Linked DNA regions of Gossypium hirsutum: region 1 is linked to region 2. The links are chromatin contacts, called in public Hi-C maps. All regions are on one chromosome and are shown on one strand. Each heading gives the region's core, a stretch centred on a gene start, on an enhancer-like site or on the middle of the called end of the contact. The rest is flanking DNA. Distances are from core to core; before and after follow the strand shown. Region 1 holds the start of LOC107901402 (transmembrane emp24 domain-containing protein p24delta5). Region 2 holds the start of LOC107901400.

What was found. A called contact is a pair of places that touch in the nucleus more often than the background predicts.
Region 1: a Hi-C map of leaf shows a contact between it and region 2, with 2.5 times the contacts expected there. The contact joins the promoter of LOC107901402 here to the promoter of LOC107901400 in region 2. A contact is called at or near these places in 9 of 34 Hi-C or Micro-C datasets (hypocotyl, leaf and petal).

The regions. Positions count from the first base shown.
Region 1 is chrD06:6,331,616-6,339,361 of Gossypium_hirsutum_v2.1, reverse strand. LOC107901402 (transmembrane emp24 domain-containing protein p24delta5) reads right to left here and starts at 2,506. Exons shown (of 4, transcript XM_016827394.2): 1 at 2,102-2,506; 2 at 424-636; 3 at 249-325; 4 at 1-23. The coding sequence starts at 2,338.
Region 2 is chrD06:6,198,962-6,205,718 of Gossypium_hirsutum_v2.1, reverse strand. It overlaps LOC107901400, which reads left to right and starts at 3,375. Exons shown (of 3, transcript XM_016827391.2): 1 at 3,375-3,519; 2 at 3,608-3,742; 3 at 5,079-5,509. The coding sequence starts at 3,696. The coding sequence ends at 5,322.

The DNA.
Region 1 (7,746 bases), core at 1,257-3,756, 130 kb before region 2:
TTACTTCTCTCATATCTGCTTCTCTGTAAGATATCCAGGAAAGAAAGGCAAATGTTATTTTAACATTTTCTTAATTTGAATATGTTCATACTATAAAGATGTATAAACCTTGTGAACCTATGAACAGATCCTTTAAGCATTGAGTTTCTTAAGGCTTTTATTTCAAGCTATTTCGATAAATTGTGATTTGGGTTTTCACTATAATGTTCACACCTTGAACTACAGTTTAGGTGTGATAAGAAGAGTACCTGTCTCTGAGATAGATTAGGTTACCGCGAATGGTTTCCACTATTCCTTGAAGTCTCCTAAGAACAAGTTCAACACCCTATGGAAAGCAATATAATAATGCATAAGAAATTTGGATGGGTATGGAGATTTAAGTCCCATGTGAAACTTCAACTGAAAGGACATCAAGGATCTCACCTCTATTTTCTCTTTCTTTGCAACTGATTCCCAATCCTTGGCAGCAATTCCGGTTTTCCAGTCAACTCCCAAAGTTAGTTCGGAATCCTTTTGGTGACTGCCATCCTTCCAGAAACAAGCTAGATAATTGCCTGACTCACTGGTTGTAAATGCAAACTGACCATGAGTTGCATTTTCATTGTGGTGAAGATTGTTCCCAAAAGGGGATGTTACCTAAAGAACAAGATATAAGGTGTTGTAAGTTTGAAAGTAAATTACTAATTCGATATGTGCATCACCATGTTAAAACTATTGATAGTTGGAATGAGTTTCCCTGATAAATTCCAAAACATATAAAAATTAAAATCAATGATCTCAATATCGCTCCAACTCTTCATTTTTCTCTAAGTACCTGAATCTGAACTTATTGAAAGATATCTTACTGCTTGTAGTTCATTTCAAACTCAATAATATCAATCATTCGAGGATAGTAGGAAGAAAATTCCATGTAGATGACCTCATCTAATTTGGTTTCGGCTGAGCTACAGATAGTTGTCATAGTTGTCAACCCGAACACAAAGAGTATCAAATGCAAAAGTAGCCTCAATGACCAATTAATTTTACTTTTACAATTCCTCGAAGTTAAAGGGATTCTTCAACAATACCAAGGTAACCAAACAATTTTATTTTTTTCCACCCTCAAGACTTTTCCATCAAACAGAAAGGATAGTTCTTCTGCAGATTAAGAAACAAAAAGAAGCACCTAAGACTTCCCTTGAGGGGTGGCCTAGGACCTGAAGGCACATATCTTATCCCCATGTTCATGGATCAGCTAACTGCATATAGGATTAAAAATATATACTTATAATTTAAACTGAAGAAAAGAACTTATTCTGCCAATATTCATACGGATCCATTGAAGGATCCTAAAGTATCAAAGGGTAAATTCTGACCTTAGCCAAAAAGAACTCCCATTCATATTTAAAAAGGAAGATTAAGCAAAGGCTTACCCTTGGATATGACTTGCCCCATAAATACAGATTCTAGACATCCTCGACACTTGCAAAAGGATACAAAATCATACCCATAGTAAGGCTAAGCCAAGATATATGACATTAAAATCGAACATTGTTATACCTAACCCCTCGCCCAGAGAGGCTCGCCAAACCCGCACACGCCATTCATGGGTGCCACCACCAAGTCGCATTAGAGTCCACTCAAAAGCTCCCCCAAACACATTTCATAGAATCGCTCAAGACTCTACTGCTGACTCTACTACTCAACACAATCACACCCTAGTAGAGCACTCCAATGCTCTACTAATAGCACTCAAATTCCTCTATATAAGCTCTCTCCTCCATCTCCAGGAAGAGGCAGGTGCTGAATACAAGGCCGATACTCTACCCAAATCCGGCCACACTCTCCAAACTCTCCAAATCATCTTCCCAATAAATTCTCGACACACAGTGTGAACCGCGTCAGATCACCAAACTCAAACCTTGTATCAACAAAACATAAAAAGTAGCAACATAATCACTGATCAACTAAACCAGTAAAAGCTTCAACAACAAAAATTTCAGATGAAGAACGTCAAAAGTTGCAAACCCATTAAACTACAAGTATTGAAATTGTAAAAAGAAAAATGAAGAACTCAGATAAACCCAGATGGAGAATTTGGTTGAAAAGGTAAAAGAATTACCCGGGCAGAGATGGTGGGGATATGATCAGGGTTGTTTTCATCGATCACATAATAATCACCTAAAACGACAACGTTGCTCTGGATCTCCTCGGAAACACACTTGGTTCCTGAACTTGGAATCGTTAACCATATAGCTTCAGCAACCGGTAATATATTACTGTTCCTCGTTAAACATAGTACCAAGATTATAGGCAGAAAACACGCCGCACGACCGCCAAAAACCATGCCTTTGTTCATTGTTAAAGGCGAACAAAACCCAGAAAAAAAGGACTTTTTTCGCTTCCTTTCTCTGTTTTTTTCTTTATTTTTAACTTCAATATGTTTGCTGGGTTTGATAGCTAGTCGTAGACTCGTAGTTGTCAGAGTCAAACGGTGGAAAAGACGCGCCGATAACTGGGAGTGAGTTTGGTGTATGGGACAATGAAGAGAAAGGTCAATAAGAGTTGCTGTGATCAACCAATAATAATGTTCCAGCTAAGAAATTTTAGGATTGAATTGCAATGTCAAAGCCACGACCATGCGCTATTTTTAATTAAGAGTAAATTCTATTATTAGTCCCTTAACTATTAGCGTATTTTTATTTTGATATTCAAACTACAGAACTTTTAATTTCATAATAAATGTTTTCGAATTGATTCTGTTTTTGTCACCCTCCATTAAATCCTTAATGGAAATGATATACGAAAGTTATCTCCTATCATATTATATATGTATTAGTACTTTTAGGAATACTTATATATCATAGGGAGGGATCCATTTACATCGATGTAAAATTAAAATAGTTTTACATTCTCGATTAATATTTTATCGATCCAATCTTCACATTTTATATTTCATTCATATAGATCATACATGACAAATTTAATATAAATTAAAATTTTATAACAATTTTTTTATTTAAAAAATTTCAATCGTTCAATAAATATTAATATATATATGTAGTATTTTATATCCATATGATAGATATATTGGATCGGCTTGAAAATTTACATGCATGGCAAGTACAACTATATTGTTAAATTCTTCGATTAAATTGTTAAAATATTAATTGTACAAAAAGATACAAAATGGTGTAAAACTATTTATGGATCCCTTCCCATATAATATATTATTATATTATGCAATAGTATATAATCTATCAATTGATCCAATTCACATAAATCAGTTGGTAAATTCGATTTTTACTTCGGATTAATGAATTGTTATATATAAGTACTAATAGTTTCAAAATATAATATTACATTATGTAATAATATATCACATATTGCAATAGTAATACATAATATATTAATTATCATTATATATTATTGTTTATTATTATCTTAGTTGAAATATGCTCTAAGTCCCTAAGTTCTTTATACATTTGAAAGTTGGCCCTACTACTATATTGTATAATGCTATATTATATCGTATAATACATAACATATTAATAATTTATATATGTGCATTAATGATTAAAGATTATAATATTATGTAATACTATATCTTTTATTCAAATATATAATATATCATAGTAATATATGTATATGTATTAAAGTTTTAGTAATAATTACTACTATATTATTATAGACATACTACTAAAAATAGCCCCTAACGTTTGATTGTTTGCTCACTTTGGCTCTTTATCTTTTTTTTTTGGAGCACTTTAATCTCTAACATTTATTTTTTTTGTCAAATTTATCTATTTTTAAGGGACATATTGATGTGACCGTTAGTTGACTAACGGCTAACATTAAAACCAAGTTAAACAATCAAATTGAGCCAATTCAAACAAATCGATTGGTAAATTTGATTTTGATTTTGGGTCTAACTCATAGTTATATATACATATATATAAATGTATTAATAGTTTTGAAATATATTATTACATTATGTAATAATATATCACATACTAAAATAGTAGTACATAATATATTAAATATTAAATATTATTGTTTATTATTATGGTTGAAATATGCTCTAAGTCCCTGTGCTCTTCATATTATATTATAGAATGCTATATTATATCATATCATATATAATATATTAATAGTTTATATATATGCATTAATGATTAAATATAATTGGTTAATATATTCGTAGTTTATACATGTCGAAACCATTTTTTGAAAAATAAAAATTTTAGGTTGTCGACTTTTTTTTAAAAAAAAATGAAAGTTAAAATTGGGAGTCGCCACCAATCTTTTACTGAGGTGTGATTGGATCACCTAAAAAAACGGCTTTGGTCTACGAGTTTTAGAAAAACGGATCCGGGAGTCAGTTACGTACGAGGAAGGATTAGCACCCTCGTACGCCCAAAATCGGTACCTAGTTAATTAATTAATGTCTTAATGTCGAAAATTTGAAGAAATATAATCCTTAGCAAAAACTTAAAAACGTTACGTATTAAAACCTTTATCTTTTAAGAGAAAGAAAATACCATACCCAATACGTTAGGGCACGACATTCTAATTTTCCCCAAAAATGAATTAGGCCAAAATACTAGTGTAATAAAAATTTAAAAGAATATCCATTTATTCAAGATTTAAGAAATTGCGGCCCAATACGTTAGGGCACAATTCCTTTAGAATCTCAAACTTGGAATATTTCCTTTATTATTTTTTAAAATATTCATTTCGAGAAATCAATGCGTCACATCCAATACGTTAGGACACAATGTGTTGAATTCCCAATAATGAGTTCTTTATTATTTTTTATTAAAGAGAAATGCTCGATTGTTAGATTTAACGAAGAAAATCGTAACCCAATACGTTAGGGCTCAATCTCCTTGAAAATCCTAAATACAAGCATTATCTCAATTTTGAAAAGTTTGAAATCGAGTAAAAAAAATGATGTGATGCTATATTAAATAATGCAATAGTAAATATCACAGTGGCATAGAAATAATATAAATAAATGAATAAATAAAATCAATATACATAATAAAAATAATCACATACAAAATATCAAATAAATGATCAAAATAAAAAAATCTTTTTAACATGTAAACGAAAACATGAATTAATAATCGAATGAAGAACATAAACAAAACATAAAGAATAAATGGCATATAATATATACATTGAAATTAAAAGTCATACACATAATTTACATATGGAATCTTGGGCTATGAAACTTATACATGCATGATTCATTTATGAAAATAAAGGAAAAAATATAAACTATAAAGTATATTAAAAAAACATATATTTGCATTTTTTTTAAAAAATAAATATATTCATATATATAAATAAATAAAAATTGGTTAAAAATATTAATATGTATACATACATATATACTAAAATAAATATATACATATAGATTATAAAAAATAATTACATATAAATAAAAATAAAATAATAGTAATTATATTATAATACAAAAATAAGCATGCGTATGTAAAAAATATATACATATATTTTAAAAAAAATTAAATATGAAAAAGAATAAAAAAACTAATTAATTAAAAATAAAGAAAAAAACTAATTTGAACTGTAAATAAAAATTATGAGGCAAATCTGTAAATAAATGGAGACTGAAGGACTAAATTGAACGCGCATATTACATGGAGGGACCGGAAGGGAGATTTTCCCTATTTCCCTAAACGGCGTCATCCAATTAGGATCGAATTGAATTTTAAAATGAATAAAAGAATGAATTTAAAAACAAAAAAGAACCTAATTGAATATACTTAAACGGCGGAGGGGCCAAAAATGCAATTTGTCCCTCCGTATGAAAAACACGCGAATCCCTGGGTCCGGGTCGAGTCGACGGGCGGATCCTCCTTTCAATACGACGCCGTTTTCAATCGGCTATTTAAGCCAAAAAAATTTAAAAAAAATTTCATTTCTCAATTCCTTCAAAAAAATCCTTAAAGAAAAGCTCTCATCCTCCGGCACCGGCCTCCGGTTGGTCAGTCATCGGCCCTTCATCGGCCACCGCGCCGGTCGCTGATCTCCGGCACCGGCACCACCGTACGCGGTGGCCGAAAAAAGGAAAAATTTTCCCTTTTAGCCCTCTCGACCTCCTTTGCCCAAATCTAGGCTTAAATCTCACAAAACACCAACGAAAGTACCCCTAAAAGCACTGAGACCTTTCGGCTTCCGGTCGTCTTTCATCGGGGACGACACCCTTAGCCATCCGCGTTGTGTCTTTTCTTTTCCTCTATTTATCTTATTCGTATGTATATAATGACAAAAAAATAAATACAACAATAAATAAAAGCTGCAAATAACAACCTTGATTCGTTTGTTTCTGAGTTTGTGCTGTGAAAATAGGGTTTTTTATTGATTTCGAAAGTCGGCCCCCATTACAGTATGTTCGATGGCCTTTTATAGCCATGATAATAATGAATCAAAGAAAGAAAAAAATCTGGTTATATCTTTGATTTGCAAATCCATGATTTTCTTTCCATATGTTGTTGGTTTCCTTGCAGGTGAAAATCACAGAGATTCGGGGGCGAGGCTTGGCTTGCGGCGCTGTTGAAGATTAGAAACCCTAGGGTTTCATCTGTTTTGGGCCATTGAAATTTGGGCCACCGCTTTGTTTTGGTCTGGGCCTTGTAGCCCGTTTGTAATCGGGCAATATGGACTGTTTCTATTTTTTACTGGACCAGGCAATAATTGGGTGTTACAGCTGCCCCTCTTTGCTCGTTATCTTGTAACGGGAAAGGAGCAAAGATTTTTAAAAATGCCCAATTTTGCCCGGTCATGCTGGACTTTGGTACTCTTCGTCTTTGGGTAGCCTCATTCCCTCCTACTGCATCTTTAGGGGTATCAGGCGTTGTTTATTTAGTCTGCTCCACTGCAACTTCAGAGAGATATGACTAGATGCGATCTGCTCTCTGCAACTTCAGAGAGATAAGATCTAAGGTTTTAATCCACCCACTGCAACTTCAGCGAGATAGGATTGTTGTCTTTAATCTACTCCACTGCAACTTCAAGAAGATAATCTATTCCACTGTTGACCAGGGAGATAGGATTATTGGCTTCAATGTACTCCACTGTAACCACAGGGAGGTAAAATCCACCATCTTCGATCTATTCCACTACTACTTAGATAAGATCTCAAATCTTCAATCTATTCCACTGTTGCCCAGGGAAGTAGAATTACTGGCTTCAATGTACTCCACTGTAACCACAGGGAGGTAAAATCTGCCATCTTCGATCTGCTCTCTGCAACTTCAGAGAGATAAGATCTGAGATTTTAATCCTCTCCACTGCAATTTCAGGGAGATAGGATTGTCGGCTTTAATCTGTTCCACTATAACTTCAGGGGTATAAGATTTTCCATCTTCAGTCTGCCTCACTGCAACTTCAGGATGATAAGACTTGCTTACTTAGTCTGCTCCACTGCAACTTCAGGGAAATAAGACTAGATGCGATCTGCTCTCTGCAACTTCAGAAAGATAAGATCTGAGATTTTGATCCGCTCCACTGCAACTTCGGGGTGATAAGATCCCTGCCACTAATCTGTTCTCATGACCTGTAAAAATCTATGAACTTAATTATGCCTAGTGATTAGGATTTTATGATCAAAATAAATTCGATGATCCCATCTAGGCATGCATGAATGAATGCAGAATGTCATTTTTCAAGAATTATCATTTCTCAAAGTTTATTAAGGTTTTGTCGCGGACACCTTTTGCTTGGCTGATATCTCCGAAG
Region 2 (6,757 bases), core at 2,126-4,625:
TTCTCTACAATAAAGACAACACCTCCTGTCTGGCATCACCAACTTGGTCACCCATCTCTCTCGACATTCAAGTATATGATTTCCTATTTTTATTTAGATGTTAAGATATCTTCTCTGTCAGATACATATTGTAATGCCTGTCACTCTAATAAAAGTCACAAACTTTCTTTCTCTGCTTCCACCTTATCATCTCCATCCCCTCTTGAAATAGTTTTTACTGATGTATGGACCTCTCCAATACAATTTGTCGATAAATTTAAATATTATATAATCTTTGTTGATCACTTCACCAAATACATATGGCTGTATCCTTTAGGGCGCAAGTCTGAGGCTCGTGATACTTTCATCAATTTTCAAAGCCGTTGTCGAAAAGTTTTTCAACACTGAAATTAAAACAATTTATTCAGACAATGGCAGTGAATACCAAGCCTTATTGCTATTTTTCAACATCAATGGAATTTCTCATCTTACATCTCCTCCTCACACCCTTGAGCATAATGGCTTTGCTGAACATCGACATTGACATATAGTAGAAACTGGTCTTTCCCTTCTTTCCCATACCTCAATGCCTCTATCCTATTGGTCATATATCGTTTCCATAGCCGTTTATCTTATAAGCCGTATGCCTACACCCACCATTCACAATGACTCCCCATACTTCAAACTTTTCGGTACTCTTCCTAACTATAGCAAACTTTGAAGCTTTGGTTGCCTTTGTTATCCCTGGCTACGTCCCTATGCCTTTCACAAACTTGAACCCAGATCGACCTTTTGTCTCTTTGTTGGTTACTTGTCTTCTCAGAGTGCCTATCTCTGCCTTGACACGTCTTCCTATCGTCTGTATACTTCTCGTCATGTTCATTTTATTGAAATCGTCTTCCCTTTTACACAAACTGCTCTTACTCTCGAGAGAGCTACTCCCGTTACTATTTTTGAATGGTGTTCCTTGTCTATACCAATCATTACTTCATCCGCCTCAACACCTACCACTACATCTGCCTCTAATGCTCCATCTCCTTCCACCACTTCATCCGATCCAAACCTTCAACTATCTTCTCCGACTACTCTAGACCAAACCGTCTCACCAACCACTATACCTACTCAACCTGAATTACCAACCCTCCCAACCTCCACTCAACCTGAATTACCAACCACCACCACCACCATACAGCCACATTTACCCTCTCCCGGTATTGTTACTCGTTCCAAAAATAATATACGCAAACCTATTCAAAAACTCAACCTTCATGCAAAAATCCACCACCTTACCCGTGAACCAACCACAGTTACTCAAGCCTTAAAAAACCCTCAGTGGAAGCGTGCCATGTCTGATGAATTTGATGCTTTTCTTCGCAATGAAATATGGGAGCTTGTTCCATCGAACCCCACTCAAAATTTAGTAGGCTGTAAATGGATATTCCGCACTAAATATTATTCTGGTGGCTCACTTGACAGGTACAAAGCCCGTCTAGTCGCAAAAGGCTTCCATCAATGCCTGGGCGTCGATTTTACTGAAACTTTTAGTCCTGTTGTTAAACCAACCACGGTGCGCCTGGTACTTAGCCTTGCTGTTAGTCATGGTTGGGCCATTTATCAACTTGATGTCAATAATGCATTCCTCCAAGGCACCCTTTCAGAGTATGTGTTTATGACTTAGCCTCTGGGGTTCATCAACCGTGATAATCCTAATCATGTGTGCCGGCTTCGAAAATCTATCTATGGGCTTAAACAGGCTCCGTGTGCTTGGTATCATGGATTACGATCATTCTTGCTATCTTTTGGATTTATCAACTCCATTGCCGATGCCTTGCTGTTTGTCTTTCGTGGCCACAGTACTGTAATTTATCTTCTTGTCTATGTTAATGATATCATTGTTACCGGCAATACCACTTCAGCTATACCTTAGTTTTTTCAGCACCTATCCGCTCGATTCTCATTGAAAGATCTTGGTCACTTGCATTATTTTCTTGGTGTTGAGGTCATTCCCCATGCTAATAGTTTATTTCTTAGTCAGCGCAAATACATTGCTGACCTTCTTTACAGAGCTCAGATGACTGAAGCTAAATCGGTTTCAACACCTATGTCCTCTTCAGTGTCTCTTACATTACATTTTGGTTCCCCGTTAGCAGATGTAGCTGCCTATCGCACCACTGTTGGCAGTCTTCAGTATCTCTCGTTAACACGACCCGATATCTCCTATGCTGTTAACAAGTTGTCGCAGTTCATGCATCAACTCACGACTGACCATTGGACTATCATCAAATGACTATTACGCTATCTCTGTGGTACCTTGGGTCGTGGCCTCTCCATCCATTATCATTCGCCTCTTGCCCTTCATGCATTCTCTGATGCTGATTGGGCTGGTGACAAAGATGGCTTTACCTCTACAAGTGCTTATATTATCTATCTTGGTCGCAATCCCGTGTCTTGGAGCTTGAAGAAACAGAAAATGATTGCTCAGTCTTCTATCGAAGCTGAGTATTGTTTCGTGGCTGATACAGCTGTTGAGTTACGCTGGCTGTGCTCCCTTCTATCTGAACTTGGTGTCATCATACCACAACAGCCAATGATATGTTGCGACAATGTTAGAGCCACTCATCTCTGTGCTAATCCAATATTTCATTCGCGCATGAAGCATGTTGCGTTAGACTACCACTTCATTCGTGAACAAGTACAAAGTGGTTGTTTTCGTGTGTCTCATATTTCCACTACCGACCAGCTTGCTGATGCTCTCACAAAACCGTTACCTTGCCGATAGTTCATTAATGTCGTCAACAAGATTGGCCTCGCTTCAACGTTGTCCATCTTATGGGGGCATGATAAGATTCTTCAACCGTCTTGATCTTGTTGTTGGGATTCTTCCTTTTCTTTAGTAATATTATCAGCTTTATTATCCATCATTTAAAGTTCAAATATATTATTGTTAAATAGTTTATTATTCCTCTATGTATATATAGGTTGGTATTGTTTGACAAGTGGACATGAATAAAAACCTTATTCTCTAAATTACTTTCTGTTTCTCTTGTTCTATATTATCTTGAATGTACATTTGCTCCAGGCTTGATCATGATTTGCTCTTTGTACCACATCCAAAAAAAAAATCTAAACAAACGTGAATAAATTTTCTTTGTCCCCGTTCATTTTTTTTATTTTCCTCGTGATGCATGATTTTCATATATATATATAGCCGGTGATCATTGATGACTAAAATCAAACATTCATATCATCACGAGGTTAAAAAGTTTCTTATTTGGTACGCCCAGAGAAAGATCGAAACCCAAAAAAAAAAAAGAGAACACCTTTAAACGAGCAAGCAGGCTTGTCCTTGGAATAACCTACTGTATCGGGCAATGGGCATTGATGATAAAGAAATGAACTTTTGGCCCATTAGAGGCCCGTTAAAATATCACCTCAAAAATACCTGGAAAAAAAAAGAGAAAAGAACCCGTCTTTCTCTTTGTTTGTTGGCAACAAGAGAAAACGAAGCAGTCCTGTTATCAGCCCTTTCTCAAATTTCAGGTTGGCTTCAAATCATTCATACTTTGATGGGTTAATATTGTTGTTAAGTAATTTTCTTTTACGTAATCGGGATTTGCTGGTTTCTCAGGTTTTAGGGCTTTCGTTTTAGGTGATATAAAGTTCATTTTTTGGGGGCGTTTACGTGTGTCAAAATCAAATAGTTAGGAGAGAAGGAAATGGGTGGGCAAGAAGTTAAGCAGCTTGAAGAATGCTCAGTTTCCAAGTTAGTTCTCTCCTTTGATTGTTCCTCTAAATTTTACATTCTTCTTGTTAATCTATTCAACCTTGTTAGGTTTAGGGTATCAATTTGTGCTTCTATAGTATAAAATGATTCTTGTTATTTACTTGTAGTTTGGTTTGAATTATCTTCTATAAAGAATTTGACTAGTTTAGAGTTGCACTGGCCAAGAAATTGGGATTTATGTGAACCTCTCTATCAATGGCTCTAACCCTGGTTTTAGCAAGATTCAAGAGCAAGAATGTGCAATATGCTAACTGCTGATTCCCGGTCGGGGGTTTTGTCTTTCTATTCTACGGAGAGCCTTGACAGGTTCACAAAATGAGGAGTGCCAGAACAGGCAAAAACATGACAAACTAAAGAGTTTGCGCGTGGTCTGACTTGAGCTCATGCCTTTGAATAACCAAAAATGATTGTCTTTCAACTGCTCCTTACCCAAGAACACCATGCTTGCTTGTGCCCACCACTAGAGTTACAGAAATATAGTTCTTTGCTTCTCTATTCAATACTTTTCGTGTCAATCTACCTTTGCAAATCTGGCATTTATGATCATCCTGAAACCTGAGCATCAAAAATCCAATTCTAATCGATCATGTGCTGGACTCTTAAGTCTAGTGATCAGATCAAACCCTCAAACCTGAAGTATAATGAACCAACTTTCTTTACTGAACATAGGCCTTCATATGCTTCTAAATAAGATTCTAAATTACAACTTTTCTTCTAAAGCATAATGTACAATGAAATTTCAAATTAGGGCACAAAAACTGTTATTAAGAAACCTTTTATAACCCTTGAAATTCTCTGGAAAGTAATGAAATGCACTTAGCTGAACTATGGGAAACATGAACAACACTATCTTTAGGTTCTGCAACTTTTAGAAGAGCCCAATTAAGCACCTGCGTAAAGAAAGCAATATATATATTGAATTTACTATGACAGCTTATGGTGTTTTGGAGTAATTCGCAACTCATTGAATTGAACCATTGCTGATGGTTTATGATTGCATGCATCTGTGTAAAGATAGCAATATGTATATTGAATTCTGGTTGCAGCCCTTTTTAAACTGATCCACTCGCCAACCATTTTGGTTCTGCTTTTGGATTTTTCAGTATATAGTATTTAACCTGTAATATGTGTCCGGATGAACAATGAACATACTACAATCCAATACATCGAGTTTCATCTTCTATTTCCCTTCATGAAGTGAATCTCAATCTTCTCAGCAAGGTGGCTTGATCTCCAGATTTATTTCCTTTGGTTATATGTTTTCCATTACATTAGATGTATTGTGACGAATGTAACTGTTGTGGAATATCTGCAGTGCATTGGGTACATGGGTGTTTTCAGTAGCAGGGGCTTTGCTAGCAATTCCGGTGGGGATAAAGCGGAAATCTTTAGCACCCCTTGTGTTCTTTGGCACAACCGGTACAATGCTCGATATCATTATGGGAATCAGTGCTTGCGAAAGGGAGCATGCAGAACGCCAGATGAAGCTATTAGAAGCCCAGAATTCCACAGCCGATGATTCATCATTTTCGGAGACGGGATCAGAATTGCATTCCTAAAATTTTAGGAAGGTCATTTACATTCAGTATCTTTGAGTGTTGCTTTCAAGCTGCCCTTCGAACTTTTCTTGGCTGTAAACAAGACGAAAATCGATTGCTGTTCCGGGGTTGGTGGGTTTTCTCTATGATCTTCCTTTTTGTTAATGAACCATTACAGTTGAATAAGAAGGTGGCGGTTTGTGTTGAATTTGGTCAGTTGATTTGGGTTTTTTGGCAGAGGTTCAGATAGATATGATAAAGAGCCTGAAAGCGAGCTCAAAGAGTTCCACCATTATTTCGAGCATTAAACTCCGACCATAAAAATGAAATTAATCACCCAACTATGAACGTGATTTTGATTGTGATCGAACTACAGAAACTTGATTTCTTCACTAACATTTACGATTGATTTTGTTTTGGTCATCTTTTGTTAAATTGTTTATAACAGAGGGAAAATGACAATGATTAAATTGGTACAATTACACTTTTGGTCTTCAATATTTATAAGTTTTATCATTTTAGTCTTAATTCTAAATAATTCAACAAATTTAATCTTCTACATTTGTAAATTCTATTAATTTAGTCTTTAAACACATTCTTTTCGTTATACAGCAAATCTAACCAATCAAAAAATGATGTCGGTAAAAAATAATAAACTTTTAGGACGCTTTCATTTTAATCACCGAACCGTTAAATTTCTAATGACAGTTAACTTGTATACACTATATCATGTTCATACTTTTATTTTAGTCACCAAAAAATATATTTTTGGACAGGGGTAAAAACATTAAGGATAAAGCGGTAGAAACTAAAATAATGCTTTAAAAATTACCAAGTTGTACTTGTTTACCCCCTTGCCGGAAGCTCAAAATATTTTTTTTTCAATATTTTTTTTCAATATTGAAATTTTAAATTTCAAAACATCAAAATCAATTAAATAAGTTATTGAAAAATTTTATACATTGATAGTGCGAATCGATTTGTTTTCATCATATTGAAATTAATTAAATTAATTAATTTAGTCTCCTTTTAAATCTTAAAATTTTATTTTATGTTTCCAATTTAAAATCATCTTAAATAAATCATCTTTAATAATTTTATATGAAACCCAAATTTCTTTAGATTATATGACCTCAAGTCTTTCATACTAAGCTAAAAGCAAAGAAAAATCCTTACAATTGATTTTATATTCCATGTCAAACAAAATCCATAATTTTTTCATCACTTCTTTACCCAAATGAAGAACTTGCAATTAATTTAATTAATTGTAATATTTTTCTTTGATTTTATCTTAGTATGAAAGATTGAAGATTATATAATCAAAAGAAAGTTAAAATTCGTCAACAATTATTAAATACGAGTTATCGAGTTGATTTTATTAAGAATAATATGGAAACATAAAATAAAATTTTAAAATTTAGAAGGAGATTAATTTAATAACTTCAATATTACAATT